Linked DNA regions of Anser cygnoides: region 1 is linked to region 2. Evidence: chromatin contacts called from public Hi-C data. All regions are on one chromosome and are shown on one strand. The core of a region is the stretch at or near the end of the contact, and the rest is flanking DNA. Distances in the headings are between cores, read along the strand shown. Region 1 overlaps GNAL (G protein subunit alpha L). Region 2 overlaps GNAL (G protein subunit alpha L).

Evidence for each region. Hi-C and Micro-C count contacts between places; a contact is called where the count stands out from the background.
Region 1: a contact with region 2 is called in a Hi-C map of fetal liver, with 2.7 times the contacts expected there. The contact joins two enhancer-like sites. A contact is called at or near these places in 4 of 7 Hi-C or Micro-C datasets (fetal liver and liver).

Annotation. Positions count from the first base shown.
Region 1 is chr2:108,229,996-108,232,965 of Taihu_goose_T2T_genome, reverse strand. All of the region lies in intron 1 of GNAL (G protein subunit alpha L), which reads left to right. Among named protein-coding and RNA genes, the nearest start is that of GNAL, 23 kb to the left of the region's middle. Within about 2 kb of position 1,320, at least 1 of the 3 cell types and tissues checked has open chromatin away from gene starts, as enhancers often do. A contact at or near this core is called in fetal liver, where this site is marked.
Region 2 is chr2:108,078,596-108,081,565 of Taihu_goose_T2T_genome, reverse strand. All of the region lies in intron 5 of GNAL (G protein subunit alpha L), which reads left to right. Among named protein-coding and RNA genes, the nearest start is that of MPPE1, 51 kb to the right of the region's middle. Within about 2 kb of position 1,440, at least 2 of the 3 cell types and tissues checked have open chromatin away from gene starts, as enhancers often do. A contact at or near this core is called in fetal liver, where this site is marked.

The DNA.
Region 1 (2,970 bases), core at 71-2,570, 150 kb before region 2:
CGTTTATATATGGAGACATGGCAGGAGGAGTGACAGATGTGTAGAATTTCAGCCGCAGGCTCGGCTTACAACATCTCGGCTGATTTGGAGAGATTCCCTGAGCCACTCACATACTGTGTCTGGCTGGGATGGAGTCACCTTTCCCTGCAGCAGCCCACACAGTGCTGTGCTCTGCACCTGTAGCCAGAACAGCACTGGTATCACACCAGTGTTGTGTCTGCTGCTGAGCAGTGCTGGCACCGCATCAGGACTCCCTCTGACTCAGGTGGGCAAGAGGTGGGGAGGGGACATCACCAGGGCAGCTGACCTAAACCAACCAAAGGGATATTCCATGCCATGTGGCGTCACACTCAGCAATAAAAGGTGGGAAAAGGATGGAGAGGGGAGGGGTGGGCTCTCATTGTGAGAACATCTGAAAACACAATTTCTTTCTTCCCTCTCTGTCCTTCCACATGCCCTTTGCTTATTTTTTTGTTTGTGTGCTTCCTTTTTTTTCCCCTCTTCTTTTTCCCTTTAATTAAGTTACCCTTATCTCAACCCGTGAGTTATTTTTTCCCTTTCCACTATACTTTCTTCTTCCCCTCCTCTTCTGAGGAGGGGGAGTGAGAGAGCGGTTGTGGTGGAGCTCAGCTGCCCAGCAAGGTAAAACCACCACAACTCGTCACTGACTTCTCCCTACTTCCATCTTTTCAAGGACATCAGAGGGCATTAGGAGGCATAGTCTCAAACGGGGTAACAAACCCAGAGAGGGGACTGACCAGAGAAAGGTTTACAGTCATGTATTCCTCTTTGTCATGGTTTCTCCTTGATGAATTCATATGTTCATTGCATTATGTCTTTCATCCTCGTGGTGGCAGCAAATACTAAGAGGAAAGAAACAAATCTAGTGCAGATGAACTGTATTTTAATTATAGTTAAAAGGAACGCACTCATAATTTTTAGCTTTTGTTTCCAGTGGAGCAGCTCAAAAACAGAAGGTCAACTTGAGATGCAAAATACCGTTATCTGAGAATTCACTTCAGTTTGCATGCACTGCTGGGAGCCATTTAGTTGGAAGAAATATTTTCTCTTTTTCTCTCTACCCCAGCATCAGCAGGTAAAGATAGCACTAGTGAAGATCTTCAGCTGTTGAGAAAGCTTACACGGCAGGCTCAGAGTTTCAGGGTTTTTCTTGCAATGTTGTCCAAAAGCTATTCTACAACTAGAACCGTGAGGTGTTTTTTTGTTAACCACAGCACAAGTCCCAGGACTGTGTTGTTCTAGGCACTGCACTACCATAGCCGTTCCTAAAAACAGCAATGCAAAGTCGTAGTCTGTCTGGTGAATGCCAGAGGGAAGCAGCGAGACAGTATCAGCCCATATGATCGATAGTGGCTTACCTGTTGTCAAGTTCTCGTGTCAGGCTTAGAATCCAGCAAAGCCCATCCATGCAAGGCAAAGAAAGAAATATTGACTGTTAGTAATAAGATACTGGTAACCTAGTGACTGAAGAGAGAAATTACTAATACCTTAAAAAGTTGGCTGCAGATTTAATACCGTACTAATTAAAGAAGGAAGATAGAACTGCTTTAAGTATCTGAAACAACCTTTTCCAAGGTAGGGTCACTTGGCTTGATCACATGTTGGGGAATTTCTTGCTTTATTCTACTTTGTTTATATGTGAATGAACAGTTATCTCAGGGTAGTCGTGTTGATCTGTGTATCAGCACAGAAATGGGTTTACTCTGTGTCATCTCACTAACCTTAGAATCACACATCAGTTTCTTGTTACCATTTTCCCCTACCCTAAGCTGTCAGTTGTTTGTTCTGGCTGTCTTCTGTGTTTTGTTGGCATGCAGTGAAGATCTCGTAATGTATCAAACTATTAAAACTTAAGCCAATACTGTTGAAGTTCATAACATACCAAACAGAAGCAAATAAGTAGCTAAGCAAACAGCAGTTCATGTAGAAAACAGGTAAATAAAGTCTGCACGCAGTAGTAGCAGGACTGCTTCTGGTATCTGAGCTTAATTTGTTTAAAACTAGTTCAGGTGTCCCACACTCAGGGATAAAAATTTGGTCTCTGGGCTGTGCTACAGTTAGAAAACTCAGGAGATGGAAAATGAGTAGGAGATAGTTATATGAGGCTATTTCTTTATCTCAGAAGTGGGCTAAAAGGCCAATTTAATGCTTTTAATTTCCTGAGCTGCTTAGGGTAAAATGCATTTTAAAAATTAATAAAAATTGAAAGGATAAACCATTGTGCCTGTAGACATTGGTCATTTTCCTTTGATTATTTTCTTTTAGTTGTTTGAAATCTCATTCCAAATAAATTTGAGAGCTCAAGATAGAAAACTCTGTAGAACTAGGTATAGATCCAGGATAAACTGTTAATGTATGAGAACTGAAAAGAATATCTTTCATTTCTCATACTCTATAGGACATTAATATACTACTAGGAAAAAAACTAAAAATGTTATCCATATTGGCATGCATCAAGCCCAACTCAACTAAAGCAAGGAGCATTCTTTCTAATAATGAGCTAACTTGTACATGAGATCAAGTTGATGTGTCCTGAGGGGGACAGACTGGTGCGTGCAGCTTTTCGTTGCCATCACGCAAGTTTAAGATCTAAACCAGTAATTCTCCAGAAAACCACAGTGGTAGGTCTTAAAACTGCAGTGTTACTCAACAATTGGCAGATCTCATTTCCTTTTTCATAACTCATATTTTGCCTTCTTGCCACCATCTCGTCCAAAAAATGTTTGAAGCTTGATAAGCCTGGTTTTATGTTGTTAAATGTGGTAGATTTATGAACTTTCATTCCCCAAATCACTACTTGTATTGCAAGTGTTAATGATGGGATTGCCCTTTCGTGTAAATATAAATATAGTACAGTCTACTAACCTTCGCTGCTGAAAAAGCACTATTTGATGCAGTGTGGTTATGGAACGGAGAACACATTAAAGTCCTCTTTCTTTCTTTGTGACT
Region 2 (2,970 bases), core at 191-2,690:
TCTCGTTTCTGCTGGAGCCTGTTAACCTTTGTGTGTGAATGACAGTTTTCCAGATTTAAGTCTTAGCCAGTGTTTATGTTAAGAAGAGGGTTAATGATGATCCCCATAGGCCTCTCGCTCGGAAAGCAAAAACATCTGCTAAGCCAGAAAGTGGTTAGTTTGCTAAATTTAGAAGGAAAAAATGCATTTCCCAAAATTCACAGTGCTCCTTAACAAATTTAGGGAACAGTGGGGGCAAGCAGTTATGGAAGTCATACTGTTTATTCATTTTGAGTTTAGTTCATGCTTTTTCAATTAGAAAAATAAAATTAGAGCACTATTATTAAGCAGAAGGAAAGTACTAAACATACATCTGAAACGTTTAATGTAGTTGAACTTTTCGTGTATTTGTTTAGGTTAATAGTTGGACACATGCCAAAGCCTGTGAAGCCTTTCTGTAGAGATGCTCTGCAGTACTTACTGGGAACAGGCTATTGAGCAGCTTAGAAAGAGAGGTTGAAACGGACGTCTGCTAGGAAACTCTCTTAACCAAGCCCATGTACCAGAAGCACTCTTTTACAGGTTTTAGCCATGTTTCTTATCCTTGTCAAACTGGCTTCTGATTGCTGGCAGCCGTCTGACTCGTGGGGGAGGAGTCTCCTGCTGAACTGTGACGAGCCCTCGGTTGTGACAGTCGTGACCTGTCGTTGCTTTTGATGTCTCAGCTAAAGTCATCATCTGTAAATTGCATTTAAAATAGAGCTGTCCTGCTTCACAGGACTGCTGTGGTGACTTGGCACTTGATGACTTTACCATGTTTTGGGCCATGGCTGGCAGTAGTTGTAGCCATGATAACGGGATAGGCCAGGCATGCGCTTCCCCTGCCAAGCTACTGGTACCACTGGTGGGCAGCAGGTAGGTGGACACATAGATCTGGGCAAGATTCTCACAGCAGAATCAGAAATTGATTGTGGTTGGCAGGTCCCTCTGGAGGCCCCCTGCCCCAGCCCCCTGCCCCAGCAGGGCCACCCAGAGCAGGGTGCCCAGCACCACGTCCAGGCGGCTTCTGAAGGTCTCCATGAGGAGACCCCACGGCCTCTCTGGGCAGCCTGTGCCAGTGCTCAGCCACCTGGGGGTCCATCGCTGTCCTGGGGTCCATTGCAGCATGTTCACCACTCTTTCTGAAGCCCATCCATCGCACTGACAGCTCCCACTCTGAGGAGACAGCTTCTTGGAAACCCAGGCGTACCAGGCAAACTTGTCCTGCCCACATACCAGTCACACCTGGTGGCCAAGCAGCCATCCTGTGAGTGGTCCTTGGTGGGCTCGGGAGCAATCCGGCTCCAGCCGCCCAAGCAGAGGGCTGGCGACAGGCTTCAGACCACAAATCCTTAAACTTCACTGGCCCGTTAGCACGCCAGCTGGTTTCAGGCGCAGTTGTACTTTGCTCTCACTCTCTGCCTCAGCTTTAACCTTTTCGTGTCCTGGCTGTAACGATTTCCTGGCTAGCGGTTACGCGTGGGTGCAGATCTGTTTCTCTGGGCAAATCCCACATTTTTTCTAGCCTGCGGGTCGCCGTGTTTGAGAATACATGAAAAGATGAGGAAAAAAACATCGGTTTGTGAGAAGGCAAGGGGTTACCGACGTAAATTGCAGAGATCTTCATTAAATTCAGACTCTACCTGTGTTTCAGTGGACCGTCACCGTGAGATGTGGCTGATCTTCAGTCCTCGAGCGCTGTTCCAGCGAAGAGGCCTCAAGCGTAAGGCTGCAGCCTGCCCGGGCGCAGCGGGGAGGGAGCGTGATTTAACAAATGCTGCCCTCTGCAGTCTCCTCTCCTGCGCCTCAGATCCATCCTGCATGCGGCTTTACGTCTTTTTTTCTGAAAGCCCGATTTTTAATCTCCCTTTCCAAATACACTACACCCACATGAGAGGCTGAAGAGACGGTTTTAGCGAGTTAGTGTTGGTATTGAAATAGGAACAAAAGGGAAGTCCTGGGAAACCGGCGCTCTCAGGAGATGCCAAAAATACACGTCAATCAATACCAATACCTAAATCCCCAACGCTTTATAAATAAATACAAAATTTCGGTAGCATCTTCAGTGTTTGCGCTGGCTGTTTTTCTCTGCGCCAGCTTAAGCTGCAGTCGGTCGTTCAAAATTAGAAAGAGATGCGTGGTCCAGAGTGGATTCGAGACGGATTTCAGCCTCCCTGCGCTCTCTCCGCCCGGCAGCGCGTTCACTGCTGCACTCAGTCCCCGCGGGAGACGTACGGAGGGAGCGGGGAGGATGCTTCCAAATGGAAGCCGTATGGTAGACATAGTGCCTATTTAAACTTCTCAGAGGAATCCTCAACGATTAGATTTTACCAGTGTCTTTTGAGGGATTTCTACTGATATCTTCAGTAAATGACTTAGGAAAATTAATCCTGTAGGGGTTAGATTACTGGGGGCTATTTTCATCAAGTCTTTCTCAGTTACCAGGAAGCACATCAGAATAACGTGAGGGTGCTTGAAGCCCAGCCGTGGAGCCTAAGGTATGCTCCAAACCCGAAATCCATAGCTTCCTATTTCAAATACTGCAGGAGGCACTAACAAGTTTGTAATCCCGTAGCTGATTAAAATATATATTTTATTTTTTTTTAAATATCACATCTTCATTTTGTCTCTGATAACTGCAGCAGGGAAGAAGAAAAAAAGTATTTTTTTTTCAGCTCACTAGAGAACTGGGATAGCTGAGTTATTACAATCCAAAGATAGGGAATTCAAAGTCCTGGTCTTGCTTTATTTTGTGTAGTAGAAGTATAGGTGTTTCCGCTGGTTTGGGGACCTGGCCCTTAATGCAAAGAGTTTGGAAAGCCCTCAGAGGTCCATCAGAAATGTAAAGGTTTGCAGACCCTGACAACTCACCTGAGGATAAGTTTGAGAATCTTCATTCTGAGAACTTTAAGCTACAGAGTTACCATTTTACCTTCCTCTTTTAAAGAGAAG